Regions from separate parts of the Mus musculus genome. Here region 2 is linked to region 1. Evidence: chromatin contacts called from public Hi-C data. All regions are on one chromosome and are shown on one strand. Each heading gives the region's core, a stretch centred on a gene start, on an enhancer-like site or on the middle of the called end of the contact. The rest is flanking DNA. Distances are from core to core; before and after follow the strand shown.

What was found. A called contact is a pair of places that touch in the nucleus more often than the background predicts.
Region 2: a contact with region 1 is called in a Hi-C map of bone marrow-derived macrophages, with 26 read pairs. The contact joins two enhancer-like sites. A contact is called at or near these places in 8 of 484 Hi-C or Micro-C datasets (the G1E-ER4 cell line, Th2 cells, bone marrow-derived macrophages and 3 more), 6 of 115 datasets of contacts at active chromatin or transcription factors (the HPC-7 cell line, bone marrow-derived macrophages, embryonic stem cells and 2 more) and 5 of 9 other capture datasets (adipose tissue, bone marrow-derived macrophages, embryonic stem cells and 2 more).

Annotation. Positions count from the first base shown.
Region 1 is chr10:40,272,467-40,280,146 of GRCm38.p6, forward strand. No RefSeq gene overlaps it. Among named protein-coding and RNA genes, the nearest start is that of Rnu3a, 18 kb to the left of the region's middle. Within about 2 kb of position 3,750, at least 93 of the 459 cell types and tissues checked have an H3K27ac peak or open chromatin away from gene starts, as enhancers often do. A contact at or near this core is called in the G1E-ER4 cell line, the HPC-7 cell line and bone marrow-derived macrophages, where this site is marked.
Region 2 is chr10:40,442,597-40,450,276 of GRCm38.p6, forward strand. All of the region lies in intron 4 of Cdk19 (cyclin-dependent kinase 19), which reads left to right. Among named protein-coding and RNA genes, the nearest start is that of Gm32234, 7.6 kb to the right of the region's middle. Within about 2 kb of position 5,450, at least 92 of the 459 cell types and tissues checked have an H3K27ac peak or open chromatin away from gene starts, as enhancers often do. A contact at or near this core is called in the G1E-ER4 cell line, the HPC-7 cell line and bone marrow-derived macrophages, where this site is marked.

The DNA.
Region 1 (7,680 bases), core at 2,500-4,999:
TATTAAGGGTACATGGAGTGATCAGCACGGATGCTGTTGTATTAAAGCTGCCATAGGGGGCTGGAGAGATGGCTCAGTGGTTAAGAGCACTGACTGCTCTTCTGAAGGTCCTGAGTTCAAATCCCAGCAACCACATGGTGGCTCACAACCACCCGTAATGAGATCTGATGCCCTCTTCTGGTGCGTCTGAAAACAGCAACAATGTACTTACATATAATAATAAACAAATATTTGGGCCAGAGAGAGCGGAGCTGGAGCAAGCAGAGGTCCTGAGTTCAATTCCCAGCAACCACATGATGGCTCACAACCATCTGCACAGCTACAGTGTACTCATATACATAAAATAAATAAATAAATCTTTAAAAAAAATAAAACAATAATGCTGTCATAGCCATGAGCTCTGAACAGCAAGTGTGGAAAGGCAGTCAAGGACAGTGCTGTGCACTGTAAAGTACACTGAGTTCCCGCAGCTGACTCTGAGAGGGTGGCACCTGGGTAGGAAGTTCCTTTCTGTCACAGAGCAGTGTGATAGGACCGGACAGTATAAACCAAGCCCATTTCTATGCACAAGAGTTTTATAGCAACAATTAATGTCTTGAGCCTGTTTCTGAACATAAGTCTTCAGAACACACCTCTTTCTCATGTTGAAGAGGGCAGATCTGTGCACACACCTAACCTGGGTTACAACCCTATCCTTCTGAGCTTCCCGGTGTGGAAATGCAGCCGTGCCTGTCCTAGAACTTGCTGTGGACCAAGCTGGCCTTGAACTCATGGAGACCTGCCTGCCTCCGACTCTAGACTGCTGGGATTAAAGTCAAGTGCCACCACCAACCAGCCACACAGCAGGGGCTTTTCTTTCTTTCTTTCTTTTTTTTTTTCAAGACAGGGTTTCTCTGTATAGCCCTGGCTGTCCTGGAACTCACTTTTGTAGACCAGGCTGGCCTCGAACTCAGAAATCCGCCTGCCTTGCCTCCCAGCTGGTCAGGGGCTTTTCTATGTGGACATTACTGTAACCCAGGAACAAATAGGCATTGTAAGCCCCTTTCTGTAAGACCCTGCTAACTTTGGACACACTTTAGGAAGGGAAGGCCGAACTTTACCTAACTAGTAACAGGCTTTGCTTGGTTTGGGGTTTTTTCCTTGTCAATTTCTCATAAGGTCTGTATTCCATGAAACGATGGATGCCACAAACAGAGCGCAGAACCATGCTCTAACTCACATGGTGTCCCCAGCATCCTGTGCATCACAGGACTTACATACAGGCAAAACACCCATACGCACAAAATAAAAATAAATATTACCAAAACTCCACATACACTTCTATTTAGAATTATATTGCATACCAAATACAATCATATTTGTTAGGGTCCAAGAATCACTGAAGGAAGACAGACCCCAGACTCAGATGGTATGCAAAGACAAAGAACATCCATTCTGCAGAAACAGCCAGCATGAATAGATCAACTGTTCATCAAAATGGCAACGACTTGAGGGGCTCGTGGGCCGTTTTTATGCAGACCTAGGGGAACTTTCCAGAAGGTTTAGGCAACCTCTGACATGATTGGTAGAGACAAAGCAGCAACATTAGCACAAGTTTGATTGGTTGCTATGTTGGTTTATCTGTATTTGGAGAGACCTTGAGGAGTCTCAGAAGCCAGCTCAGTTCTGGCCTTGTTATCTGCTCCATCCAGGTGTCCAGGGCTGACTCATCTCCAGACTTGGCCTCCCTAAGTCGGGGCCATCACTGACTAAAGGCCCATTGTCAGTGGCTTCTTCTGAGGAGCCCAGCATACTTTCCGGGGAACTCAAATTTTTATTCCCAAGGTTTTTGGACCTCTCAGTTTCACTTAAAGTTGAAGCTTTGCCAAGTGAAATGGCACACATCTTTAATCCCAGCACTCAGGAGGCAAAAGCAAACAGATTTCTGTGAGTTAGAGACCAACCTGGTCTACATAGTGAGTTCCAGGAAAGCCAGGGCTACATAGTAAGAACCTGTCTCAAAAAGAAGAGGGGCTGGAGAGATGGCTCAGAGGTTAAGAGCACTGACTGCTCTTCCAAAGGCCCTGAGTTCAAATCCCAGCAACCACATGGTAGCTCACAACCATCCATAATGAGATCCGATGCTCTCTTCTGGTGAGTCTGAAAACAGCTACAGTGTACTTACATATAAGAGAGAGAGAGAGAGAGAGAGAGAGAGAGAGAGAGAGAGAGAGAGAGAACTGACTGCTCTTCCAGAAATCCTGAGCTCAATTCCCAGCCACCACATGGTGGCTCACAACCATCTGTAATGGGATCGGATGCTCTCCTTTGGTGTATCTGAAGATAATGACAGTGTATTCATATACATAAAATAGATAAATCTTGGGGAGGGGGTGAAGAAAAAGAGGAAGAGGGGGAAGTGGAAGAAGAAGGAGGCAGAGGAGAAGAAAGACGAGTTATTTTAAGGTCAGCAAGCTGTCTCAGTAAGTAGAACTGCCTAAGTTCAATCCCCAAATCCTTCAAGGTAGAAGAGAAATGACTTCTGACAGCTGACTTCTGACCACCACATGAACTCTATGGTGCATGAGCACCAACACACACACAGCACATATACCATACACACACAGAAACACACAACACACACACAGCACACATACCACACACACACAGAAACACACAACACACACACAGCACACATACCACACACACACAGAAACACACAACACATACACACACAGAAGCACACATACCACACACACACAGAAACACACAACACATACACACACAGAAACACACAACACACACAGCACATATACCATACACACACACACACACACAACTTTTAACAGATCCTTTATCTATCTGTAGCCCCTGTAAGGCTGAAGCAGGAAGATCACAAACCAATTTGGGCTACACAGTGAGTCTCAGGCTATTCTGAGTAAAAGTGAGACCCTATGTCAGTGTGTGTGTGTGTGTGTGTGTGTGTGTGTGTGTGTGTGTGTGTGTGTGTCCATCCATCTGTAAAACACTAAGAAAAAGTAATTTACTACAGAGTGAGTTCCAGGACAGCCAGGGCTATACAGAGAAAGCCTGTTATGAAAATCAAAAAAAAAAAAAAAGAAAGAAAGAGAGAAAGAAAGAAAGAAAGAAAGAAAGAAAGAAAGAAAGAAAGAAAGAAAGAAAGAAGAAAGAAAGAAGAAAGAAAGAGAGAGAAAAGAAAAGAAAAAGAAAAGGTAATTTAAATGTTCTTGTGATTGTTGTATTTAACAGGGTTGACAGTCTCCTGAGAAATGACAAAGGTTCACTGTAAGCATAACCTTGAAGTGCTGGAATTGGCAGCAGAGTCCACAGAACAGGGCTGACTTTCTGCTCCCAAGGTCACATTCTGGATTGGTTGTGAAGAATACTAGAGATGTGAGAGATGTGTCTATACACATATAGCAGAGCATAAAGCACGACTACAAGGATCGCTCTCAATAAAGAAGCAAAAAGAAAAATACTTGGGACCTTTTTCCCACCCCATATGCGCTAGGCCAGAGCTCCACCTCTGAGCTGTACCCTGACACTATAAGCAAGCTCTTCAGCTGCTTCTGCCTGCTTCAAAAAATAGGGGAACTGGGCTGCGTAACACCAAGGCCCCATATTGCCAGCAGCCCTGTTCCTTTTTAGGAACAAAAGGATCTTGTGGTTGAGACAGAACTAACAACAGTGAGCAGAGGACAGAGACCGAACTGCAGTGTCATTCACTCGGTAATGAAATATGAGGCACTCCATCATCACCGCGACACCCACAATTACAGCAGTCTGCCAGCACTTGCTGTAAAAAGAGCTCACTGTGCTCTCAAGATAGCCCAGTACAGATGTCAAGAAGTCCCGGTTCCTATCAGGGTTCCGGTCTTCTGAGCATCCCTCCTTCCTCAGGCACTTGTCCTGATAGGACCAGTCTCCACTCTGGAGAGTGTAAACTACTGGAGGGATATAGCCTTGTTCAAATCTCTATCCCATCTTACTATACAAAATGTCTTGCAGCTAGATAATAAGTATCATCAGATGATCACATATGGAGCAAGTACATTCCACACAAAATATTCATGTTTCCTTTATGCTAATTAAATAGATGACCCACGTAACAGGTTCATCCCCCTCTAGGAAGTACTAGCGGGCTGTTTATAGACTTTTATTAAACTGCAGCACCCTGGTGGCTCAGCACAGTGAGGAATGGTCTATATTGCCTGTTAATCTTTGAGTTCAGCTCAGCGAAGATGCACTTGCTGTGTCTTGCACCTTGTAAGCCTGGTACTTCACAACAAAGATACTAAGTTAATAGTCGATGATGGTCACGATCAACAGGAAAGGGACTAGCTTGTAAGGATTCCGGATCATTGATTACTACATTCATTCAAATGTTTGTTTCCAGAAGGACACTGCTTTGGGGTAACAGGTTCTGATCTTGGTAGGAGAGCCTGCAGCCTCTCTGAGCTCATTCCAAGGAAAGCCTTCTGGTAGAGTACTTTATCTTTTTAGCGTTCTTGAAAACTAGTGAATTTGGAAGAGAATAAAATGTAAGGGATGGAGGGTGTTGGGGGAAAAATGAAGGGAAGGAAGAAAGCAAAAGAGAGAAACAAGTTTTTTATTTATTTTGTTTTGGGGTTGTGGGGATTTGTTTGTTTATTGTTTTGTTTTGTTGTTGTTTTTTTCAAGACAGGGTTTCTCTGTATAGCCCTGGCTATACTGGAACTCACTTTGTAGACCAGGCTGGCCTTGAACTCAGACATCCACCTGCCTCTGCCTCCCGAGTGCTGGGATTAAAGGTGTGTGCCACCACACCCGGCTATAAAAAAATATTTTTTTTTGGTTTTGTTGTTTTTAAAGACAGGTTTGTCTGTCCTGGAACTTGCTCTGTAGACCAGACTGGTCTTGAACTCACAGAGTTCTGATTCATCGTCACTTTGTCACTCAATTGGACATCATTTTCAAACATGGATGCTTCTATGAACTCATTTTACCTTTTTTTGTTTGAGATTAAAGGTATGTCTGCATTCCAGCTAGAGGATTAAAGCTGTGTGTTCAAGGATGAGCCACGCCACAGCTAGAAACAGTTTTGTTTGGTTTTGGGTTAACCCAAACCTGTGTTCCACTCACATTTGGCTCCAAAACAAGATAACTCTATTTCCTTTGAAGTGAGAGTTGTGAGGTGGCTGGTGGATTGTGCACGCCTTTAATCCCAGCACTCAGGAGACAGAGGCAGGCGGATTTCTGAGTTGGAGGCCAGCCTGGTCTACAAAGTGAGTTCCAGGACAGCCAGGGCTACGCAGAGAAACCCTGTCTTGAAAAACTAACTAACTAACTAACTAACTAACTAACTAAATAAATAAATAAATAAATAAATACTCCAGCCTGTTTTGTTTGTTTGTTTGATTGTTTTGTTTGTTTGCTTGCTTTTGGTTTTTGGTTTTTCCAGACAGGGTTTCGCTGTGTAGTCCTTCAAGTCTGTTAATTACTTAATCTTTGCAGTTTTCTTTTTAAACTGGATATAACTTTACATGCTGTGTAATAAAACACAGGACACACACACACCTTCGCATGTATGTATGCAGACTCTCTGAGGACTCACAAGAAATGACAAAATGGGACATAGCTGAGAGAAAAACACAGGTGGAGTGCTGTGAATCCTTTGCACAGTTTCATGTGCACATGCTCAGTTACTGAGTGTTATATGCACACTCTTCACGACTCAATAGGAAAGTTTAATGAGCATAAATGGCAAGCAGAAGCCTGGGAATGAAGAGCCTCACATACTTTTAAAGCTTTATGCACTCATGTGATTTCCCTTCAGTTTCACTTGTACCAAAATTGACATTTGAAGGAAAAGCACGTGTGTGCATGGTTACACTGGGTGGGAAGTGGGGAGCAAATAATGTTTTGATGTTTAAGATAATAACTGAAACATTTTGGCCACTGGCAAATGTGGGAAAGAATGCAAGTATCAAAAATCTCCAGATAAGGTTTCCCAGAGTGCCCTGGGCAGTTTCTGTCCTCACAATAGACGCTGTGTTGAAACAGGTTTGCTGTGCCCAGCCTCCACCCATAGGCTGTGCGACTTAGGGGCTTTCCTGTACGACTAAGTCTGACAGGACAGCTTGCACCACACTTTAAATCCGAATTACTACCTTGGATCCCAAACACAATTTGAGTGGTGAAATGGGCTACCTCAAATCCTTCCCCTGAAAAATATGAGAGAGAGAGATATTTAATATTTAATATATTTGGAAGTATCTTAGTTAGGGTTTGTTAGGGTTTATAGTTTTACTGCTGTGAACAGACACTATGACCAAGGCAACTCTTTTTTTTTTCTTTTCTTTTTTCGTTTTTCAAGACAGGGTTTCTCTGTGCAGCCCTGGCTGTCCTGGAACTCACTTTGTAGACCAGGCTGGCCTCAAACTCAGAAATCCGAACCAAGGCAACTCTTATAAAGGACATTTAGTTGGGGCTGGCTTATAGGTTCAGAGGTTCAGTCCAGTATCATCAAGGTGGGAGCATGGCAGCACCCAGGTAGGCATGGTGCAGAAGGAGCTAAAAGGTCAACATCTTCATCTTAAGGCTGCTAGCAGAATACTGACTTCCAGGGAGCTAGGATGAGAGTGGCACACCTACTCCAACAAGGCCACACCTTCTAATAGTGCCACTCCCTGGGCCGAGCATATACAAACCATAACAGGAATTAAATGTTGAGTGACCATGGCCTGGGAACACAGATTCAGGATACTTTTTGAAATCCATGTTCCAACATGTAAGCAGTTTCATGAGGGTTTATAGTCTTATAAAACAAAGATAGTCATAATCAAAGCAAGTTTAAAACACATTGATGAGTATGTCAGAGAGGCGGGTACAGCAAGGTGGGGGAAGCTTTTGGCTTCAGCTGTTATCTGATGACAGTCTTAGCTTTGTGTGTTGGTGGAAGTTAATGGTCTGCTAAGCTAATAGATTCTAAAAGACTTTTTAAAAAAATTCCAATGCAGAGGTGGTCAAGGAATAGTTATTTGGGAGCTGAAGTTAACCTAAGATAAGGTAACTGGGCTCTGGAGCTGAAACATTCCAACCTCCCCACATCACTGAAAGATTTTTTTGTTTTGTTTTGTTTTGTTTTTCGAGACAGGGTTTCTCTGTGCAGGCCTGGCTGTCCTGGAACTCACTCTGTAGACCAGGCTGGCCTCGAACTCCAATCACTGAAGTTTTAATCAGTCTTTGCAGACATAACTTCTTTTAGGGGGTTCTCCTGCACAATATTTAACTTTTAGGAGTTTCCAACAGCTTCATTGTGGTATTACTGTCACATCCAATAAGACACACATAGTAGGGCAGAAGAGGTGATTCAGAGGTTTAAGAGTGAGTACTTGCTCTTGCAGAGAGGTACTGAGTTCCAGCATTCATGTTGCATGGCCTGTAGTAACTCTAGCCTCTTCAGGTACTAGCACAGACGAGTGCAGGAGCACTCTCTCTCTCTCTCATTCACACTTTAAAAATGTCCCATTAATTAATTTATTTATTCACTTTACATCCCAGTTACAGCCCTCCTTCCACCACTCCCCCCTCCCACAGCCTCTCCTCCCTTCCCCCTCCCCTTCTCCTCTGACACATCAAGCCACTGCAGGACTAGGCACATCCTCTCCCACTGAGACCGGACAAGGTGACCCAGTTAGG
Region 2 (7,680 bases), core at 4,200-6,699, 170 kb after region 1:
GATAGGGAGAAGTAAACATGGTCAGGCCTTAAAGGGAAGGAGAGGCTTCCTGGAGAAGACCTTGGTTAGGAGTAAGAATGAGAAAAGTGTGTGGGGTGACTTGGGAGAAGGGAGGAGGCAGCACCAGCCAGCCAGCCGCGAGCCGGGAGGGGACACTTGTGCTGGTGAATTTTTTGCCAACTTGACACAGGTAGAGTAATCATCTGAGAAGTGGGAGCCTCGAAAGAGAAAGCACCTCCAAAAGATAGGGCTGTAGGCAAGCCTTTCTGGCATTTTCTTAATTAGTGATAGACGTGGAAGGGCCCAGCCCACTGGTGCAGTGCCGCACCTGGGCAGGTGACCCTGGGCGCTATAAGAAAGCAAGCTGAGCAGGCTGAAGGGAGCAAGCCAGTAAGTCACACTCTTCCATGGCCTCTGCTCCAGTTCCTGCTTTGAGTTCCTGCTTTGAGTTCCTGCTCAGACCTCCCTCAGTGACTTTGAGTATGATCTGAGCTAGAGTTACAAGATGAAATAAAGCTTTTCCACTCTAAGTTGTTTGTAGCCAAGGTGCTTTATCTAGGTAATAGGAACCCTAAGAAAGTTGGTAGTGGGGGTGGGGATGGGGAGGGGTTAATCCAGGCGGTGTACATGTGCACATTTGCACACACACAAAGACACATAAACAAAAATAAAAATAGCTACAAAGAGAAAAGCAGACAAAACCAAAGGCCATAGACAGGAGCAGGAGCCTTAAGGTTTTGAAGGAGGCTGGTTATATTAACACTAAACTAGCCATCAATCTTGATGGCAAAATTTATATAAAATGCTATTTCCACTTTAATTACAAGTTGATAAGTTGTGATAAATGGTTACCCAGGTGGTCACCAGTACTGGCAGTGTTCAGATCTCTTATTGAGCACTCAGGGATCTCTCACGTAAGACTGACACACTTTGCTTTCTTCAGGTCACGGGTGACGGTTCTATTGTCCTCTGAGCGTACATTGACTTGTAGAGGCAAGGAACTGAGTCAGTGTGCCTAGAGATTGCCAGAGCTGGCCTGGGGAGAGTCTGCGGGAGGCCTGAGTGTTCAGTTAGAGAGAGCTCAGTTTGCCGCTGTTCTCTGATACGCTTTATTTCTTTTATAATGAGAATGAACAAGACACACAGATAAAAATTAAACTAAATAAAAAGTAAAAGAGGAAGAAGCAAGCCCGTAGATGGGGCTTTGGACTGTGAGGGCTGTGACTAACCCTGGAACAGAGACATTGTTTTTCTAAGTTAATTTTATTTGAATGAGTGTCATAGATGCAAATAGAAAACTTTTTTGTTGTTGCTTCTGTGGGATGTATTTCTTAATGCTGAACCTGAATGCCGGTGCGGTGTTATTGCTGCTGCTGATAGCAGTGTGCAGTATAGTTTTATTTTCTCCTCTGGACTTTGAAGTGTATTAGGTAAATAGCCTTCCAGATACATGCACTTCTTTTGCACCGAGCTTTTTTTTAAATGTTGCTTTTTTTATTGGTTCTTGTTAGAGAAGAGAAAACCATATCCTGCTGTTCAGGCCTACGATCACTTCTGAATAGCAGACAAAGAAGTCCATTGTTAATGCTGGCAGTGCTAGGCTGGCAGGCATTGTTGAATGTGAGTACTAGGTCGGATTAACATAACTGATATATTACAGATAAGACCAGCCTGGTTTTAAGGTAAAATGAAACTAGTCATGTACTTAGAATTACACGTTTCTAATTTACACATAGCTTACATCACCTATAGACACAAAACGTAAAAGGGAAGACTTTCTTGCCTACAGATACATTAGAAATACATTTTCAATAATGGCTAGGTGCTCCAGATAAAGAAGCCTTTTACCCTACAATGTGCCTAATATGTACTAGACACTGTTCTGAGCACTTGGGAATGTAAGAATCAATAACACATAACCTTTCCCTCATTGGATCCATTGTGGGGAAATTTATACACAGGTAGTCATAAAAATGCTTTAAAAGAAACTACAGGGTAGGGTTGTAGTTCACAGAGAACTCTTACCTAGCCATGAGCAACAAGGCTCTCATTCCTAATACTCAAGTGCTCTCCCTTTCCTTCTCCCTCTCCCTCATACCCAGACACACTCAGACACACACACAAACCCAGACACATACACCCCCCCCCCCACACACACACACACCATTCAAGGACTAGCTCAGCGTACAGTACTGAGAACACGGAAGTGGAGCCTAAGCAGCTGGGTGAGGGCCTTGGAACACTGCACATAAGCTCATATGGTGAAAGCAGTGGGTCTCGGAGCATTGCAGGCAGAAGAAATGGCACCAATAAAGATGTAGACTAAGAAACTACCGACAGGTTGGTATCACTGCAAAAGAGAAAAGGCAAAAAAGCAAGGAAGACCAGTTATGGTGGATCCTAATTGTTGTCTTTAAAATATGGGTTTTCCTAGGCCAGTCAAGTTTTTAAGCGAGATGGCTCAGGGTTATGGAGCTGGTATGGACTCATAGGCAGCAGCTCTATCAAGTAGCTGTAGTCAGCTGGTGAGAAAACATGAAGCTCTGAGCAAGCTGATGAGTAAAAAGAGGAGGAAAGGCCATTGTGAATACTTAGTTCTTAAGAAGCAGAGGAGCAATGACTAGATTCAAGGACAGGGCCAAGGTCAGACTTCTGCTTTTGTTGACCCAGGAATACTAGGAAAAGACAGTTTTGTTAGGGAGAAGGAAAAATTAATCTTAGATGGAAGGAGTTTATGGTACTTGTGAATATGATCTATTTCTAAGATAACATGGGAGATTAGAGACCTAGTAGTCTTAATTTGGGGATCATTAGTGTACATGTGGTTTTTGGAACCCCGGAATAAAATCCAAAATTTTAAAACATATCAGAAATAATCTTAGTATATTTTAGGGTGTTCATTCATCTCTTGATACTTCTATTAAAATTGGGATGTTACCCATCAAAGGACACTTGTACCTAACCCCATAACTAGGTAGATTGTGAGTGTTCACCATTGGGAACGTACTTCATATTTTGTTCCATAGCCGACTAGTGTATGGCAGGGCTCTGTTCTCTAATGTCTAGAAGCGTGAAGTCGCATTCTTGCATTTCGCACCTCTGCCTTTCCCATCCCTCTTCCCCACTCCTTTCCCTTTGGCTTTTTGTTTGCTGGCTTGTTTGCTTGTTTTGCTTTGTTTTTAGGTAGCCTTAGCTATCTGGGAATTCATAGAGTTATATTTGCCTCTGCTTCTCAAGTGCTGATATTAAGGGAGTATTCCACCATGTCCAGCAATCTCTATTTATTCGTTTGTTTGTTTGTTTGGAGATTGGCTCTCGTTTCCTAGACTAGCCTTGAATTTGCTAAGTAACCAAGAAAGACTTTGAACCCTGCATCCACTTCCCAAATGCTGGGATTACTGGTTTAGTCACTGTGCCTTGCTGTATTTTTAAATGCTCAGCTATCCAATTAATGAAGTTTTTTATGGTATAGATAATTACGGTAGAGTAATGTCTGCAAATGACTACTCTGTTTGTTCAAGAAAAGAAAGCACAGTGCTTCCTGTTGGGTAGTTATTTGTTCTGTAGCACAGAATCTTATTTGTTCAGGGGAACAATGAAGAACAGTGTGCAAAATAAATATCCTGGGATTTGACTTCTGTATCAAATGTGAGGGGAATTGTACCACACTGTATTTAAATGAAAGCATAGTTGTAGCCATTAATATCAGGCCAGCATTGTCCATTGTTACAGCAACTAACCCAACTTAACTCTGAGTCCCTGTCCCTACCATTCAAGACTGGGTCACTCGTGTGTCTGCTGTTGGTCTTTGGTGCTGTTAAGAGTCATACTGAGATTCCCAGATATGCTGAAGTAGGGAGTGCAAAGCAAACGGAGTAGAATGTTTGTGGATTGCTGTGGTTGTTCTATTTATGATAAACCAATTAGCTGAAGGAAATTTAACCCTGCGAAATAATTGATCCTATAAACAGAAAAGCAGATCAGGAGTACATATAAAGTATCCTGTGTAGGATTAAGAATTACTAAATTCTGTAGAAATATGAATATTAAAGGACTAGCCCTGTATAATCATGCTACTGTTGCATATTTTCATGACTTGCCTTTAGAATAGAATTTAACTAAAACCCTGTAGCTTTGATTTTTGTCTGTTTGATTTTATTGCTGATAACTTGAGGCATCCAGCTTCTGCCATTTCTGCCGTTTCTATGGCAACTAAAGTGTGCAAGCCCAGCAGTATCACTTTCTTTCACAGCTGGCATTTTGTGTTCACAGTAAGGAGAAGAGTTTTGGTGAAGCGTGCGGGTCTGTGCTAATTGGGATGTAACTGGGTCAGAACAATTTTGGTTTGCTTTTTTTGTCTGTTAAGGTTTGTGGTGGTTGTGTTAGGTTTGGGTATTGAATACCTCAATTCCTTTTTATTATTAATTTATTAATAGTAGTATGTAAATAAAAATATATTAATTATTAAAGTTAGTCTGTTAATAATTAAAAACTCAGAGACACAATCCAGTATGAAATCTTGAGAATGGGATAGAGTTGTTCTAAGCCTGGTTTCGTAGCCCTCTATACCCTGATTATTTCTATCTTTAAAAAGTGTGAAAAAATTCTCTGAAGAGTTAACCATATTTTACCAGTGGATGGCCATATTTGCTTGTTCTGAGGGGACAGCAGGCAATCCCACTTAAGGATGAACAATGACTGGGTAATTGTAGTTATTGCCACCTGAAGGCCACCCTGGGAGTGCTGCTCAGGCTCTGCATTCCTTTCTTGGCTTGTACAAGAATTGGTAGGACGCCCCTGCTCCAGGCCAGCTACTGCCCCTGCCTTCATGTCAGCCAGCACATGGTTCATGGGCTTTGAGTATGCGGTCACAAGGACACCCTGGAGCCTCCTGCTCTTCCCTGCAGGCTCATTTCATGGTGGTGCCAGCACTGTTTTTCAACATAACCTGACCACAAGAACTCCTAATGAGCTAAGTGGCACAAGCCTATTTCCTGTCCTTACATTTTATTTATTCTATGAAGCTATTTGTCGTTCCCAGGTCACAGACTTTGTTGTACTTATATCTTAGAATTTTAAAGTGCTTTAAAAATCTCAGACCTTAGGAGTTACAAGTGTTATGGGAAAGAGTATGCAAAATAGCTTGTACAATAGGATGATGTTACAGTGTAAGCATCATGACCTGTCAGAGGTTCTCACTTACGGCCTTCAGAGGCTTCCTTTGAGTTTGCCTTTGTCTTCTTTACACTAACTTGTTTATTTAGGACACCTTGGCTTCTGTAATTGAAGAAAAACTACTTTTACTGGGCCACCAGTGACCTACTCATTCATTCTGGTCATGTCCTCAGATTTCTTGTTTACATCTGACAGGCACGCAGAGGGGCTCTGTGCACTCTAGATGCTCGCTCATCTTTTCTCCTCTGACCTTTCTCCAGCTTCCTGCCTCCCCTCCTCTCAAGCTCCCTGCTCACCTGCACCTCTGTGGCAGCCCTCTGCCACTCTGGAAATACAGACTCAAGAATGTGGCCAGTTTTTGTTACTCAAAGAGCTTGTGCTAAAAAGTGGAACCACTTGAAACAGGAAACAAAGCCTTCCTTGGTTTCCTTTTTATACTGGCCATCCTTCTAGTCTGCCTTGTAACCGCCTTGCTTCTTCAGATCTTGTAGCTCACCAGGAACGTGTTTGCCTGGGATACTCACGTTGCTCTTTTTCTCCCTAGATGCCCCTTCCCTGAGATAGCCAGGTGTCACGCTCCCTCCTGCACTGCCTTCAGATCTTATACCAAATGCTACCTCCTCAAAGGGGCTTTCTCTGTAGAGTATAAAATAATGCTTAAACCCTTGAAGACAATGCCTTTCAATCCCATTCCTTGTTTTCTTGGTTGTCCCATCATCTTAATAGGCACATGCAAAAATGTTTGCTATATTTATGTATGCTAGACCCATAAAAATACCATGACCTAAGAACCTTCCACTTAGCAAGTGGAGAGTGCTTGCTTTGTTTTCTCCCTGTCCTAGGATCTTCCTCTTCCTACGACTTAGCAGATGGCCTAGATTTTGAAACATTTATTCTCTTCAGTCTAAAAATAGGTTTAGCTTACTGCGCGTAAGCTTAAATACCACATTTATCTCTGCTTGGGTTTAAGCTATATGAAATAGTGTCCTGTTACAAGTATCATTTAAGACTTTCTTTTTTCATGCAGTATAATACTTCCAATATTAACAGTGCATTAATTGATATGTCAATAATTTTCTTAAAATGAAGAACTGCATCACAAACATTCTCTGGTATGATGTAAAAGTGAAATTATGGATTCAAAGTGATTCACTTACTCACTTTTGCAAGATTATGCCAAATTATTTTCCAAACACATTGTGTCAGTGCATTCCCAGTCGACTGGACGGAGTTAGCACGGCTGCGCTTCTGTTGCTCAGGTGTGTTTTTGGAAGGATAAAAAGGATAGAGGATAAAAAGGATAGAGGATGGGGCTGGTGAGATGGCTCAGCATGTAAGAGCACCCGACTGCTCTTCCGAAGGTCCAGAGTTCAAATCCCAGCAACCACATGGTGGCTCACAACCATCCGTAACGAGATCTGACTACCTCTTCTGGAGTGTCTGAAGACAGCTACAGTGTACTTATGTATAATAAATAATAAATCTTAAAAAATAAATAAATAAAATTAAAAAAAAAAAGGATAGAGGATAAAAAGCCACCTCAGTGCTCCTGCTGACTTAGGGCAACATCTTTCCATTTGTTTTTTATTAAAATAGATTTTTTTGCTATAGTTTCATGTCAAAATTTTTTTTTCTATTTTTCAGTTGACTTTTCATTTTGACTTCTAGAAGGTATCTTATAAATAGTTACCCTGTTTGTGTTGAGGACTTAATTTTCTTTGGTTTTGATGATTTGAGATTTTCTTAATGTAGCAAAATTTATCAGTCTTTTGTGTTAAAAAATTTTAATGTCTTCATAAAGAAATTTGCTCAGGGATGGAGAGATTGCTCAGTAGTCAGCCGTTGCTTCTCTTGCAAAGGACCTAAGTTTGGTTCCTAGTACCCACATTGGGTAGCTCACAGCCTCCTCCAACTACAGCTCAAGCGGGTCTGACATCTTCTTGCTTCTGTAGACACTGTATTCGTGTGCACAGACACACCCACACGCACACAGTTAAGAATAAAGTAAAAAGAAACCTACACCAAATGTCATAATGTACCCGCTGAGGCAGGTGCGTCCTGAATCTGAAACCAATTTGAGTTAGATGAGTTATAGGCCAGCTGGGCTCTGTAGAAAGTTCTTGTTTTAAAGAAAGAGAGAGAGAGAGAAAGGGAAAGGGAAAGGGAAAAAAGAAAGGAAAGGAAAAAGGAAAGGAAGGGAAATTTTTTTGTATTTTTTATTCAAACTTTTGGCCTTTATTTACATTTTATTACTCTTGAAATTGAAGTGTGTGTGTGTGTGTGTGTGTGTGTGTGTGTGTGTGTGTGTGTGTGATGAGGGAAGGACTCATTTTATTTTTTTCCATCTTTGGGTGACCCTTTCCTTCATCATTTTTTAATAGTTTCTCCACTGACTTCAAGTTCATATTTTGGTCCTGGGTGGTTTTCATTTTTGTATAGCTTCTCCTTTTCCCTTGAATGCTTTAGAAGTGTTTTTTAAGTTTCCAAATATGTGATATTTTGGCT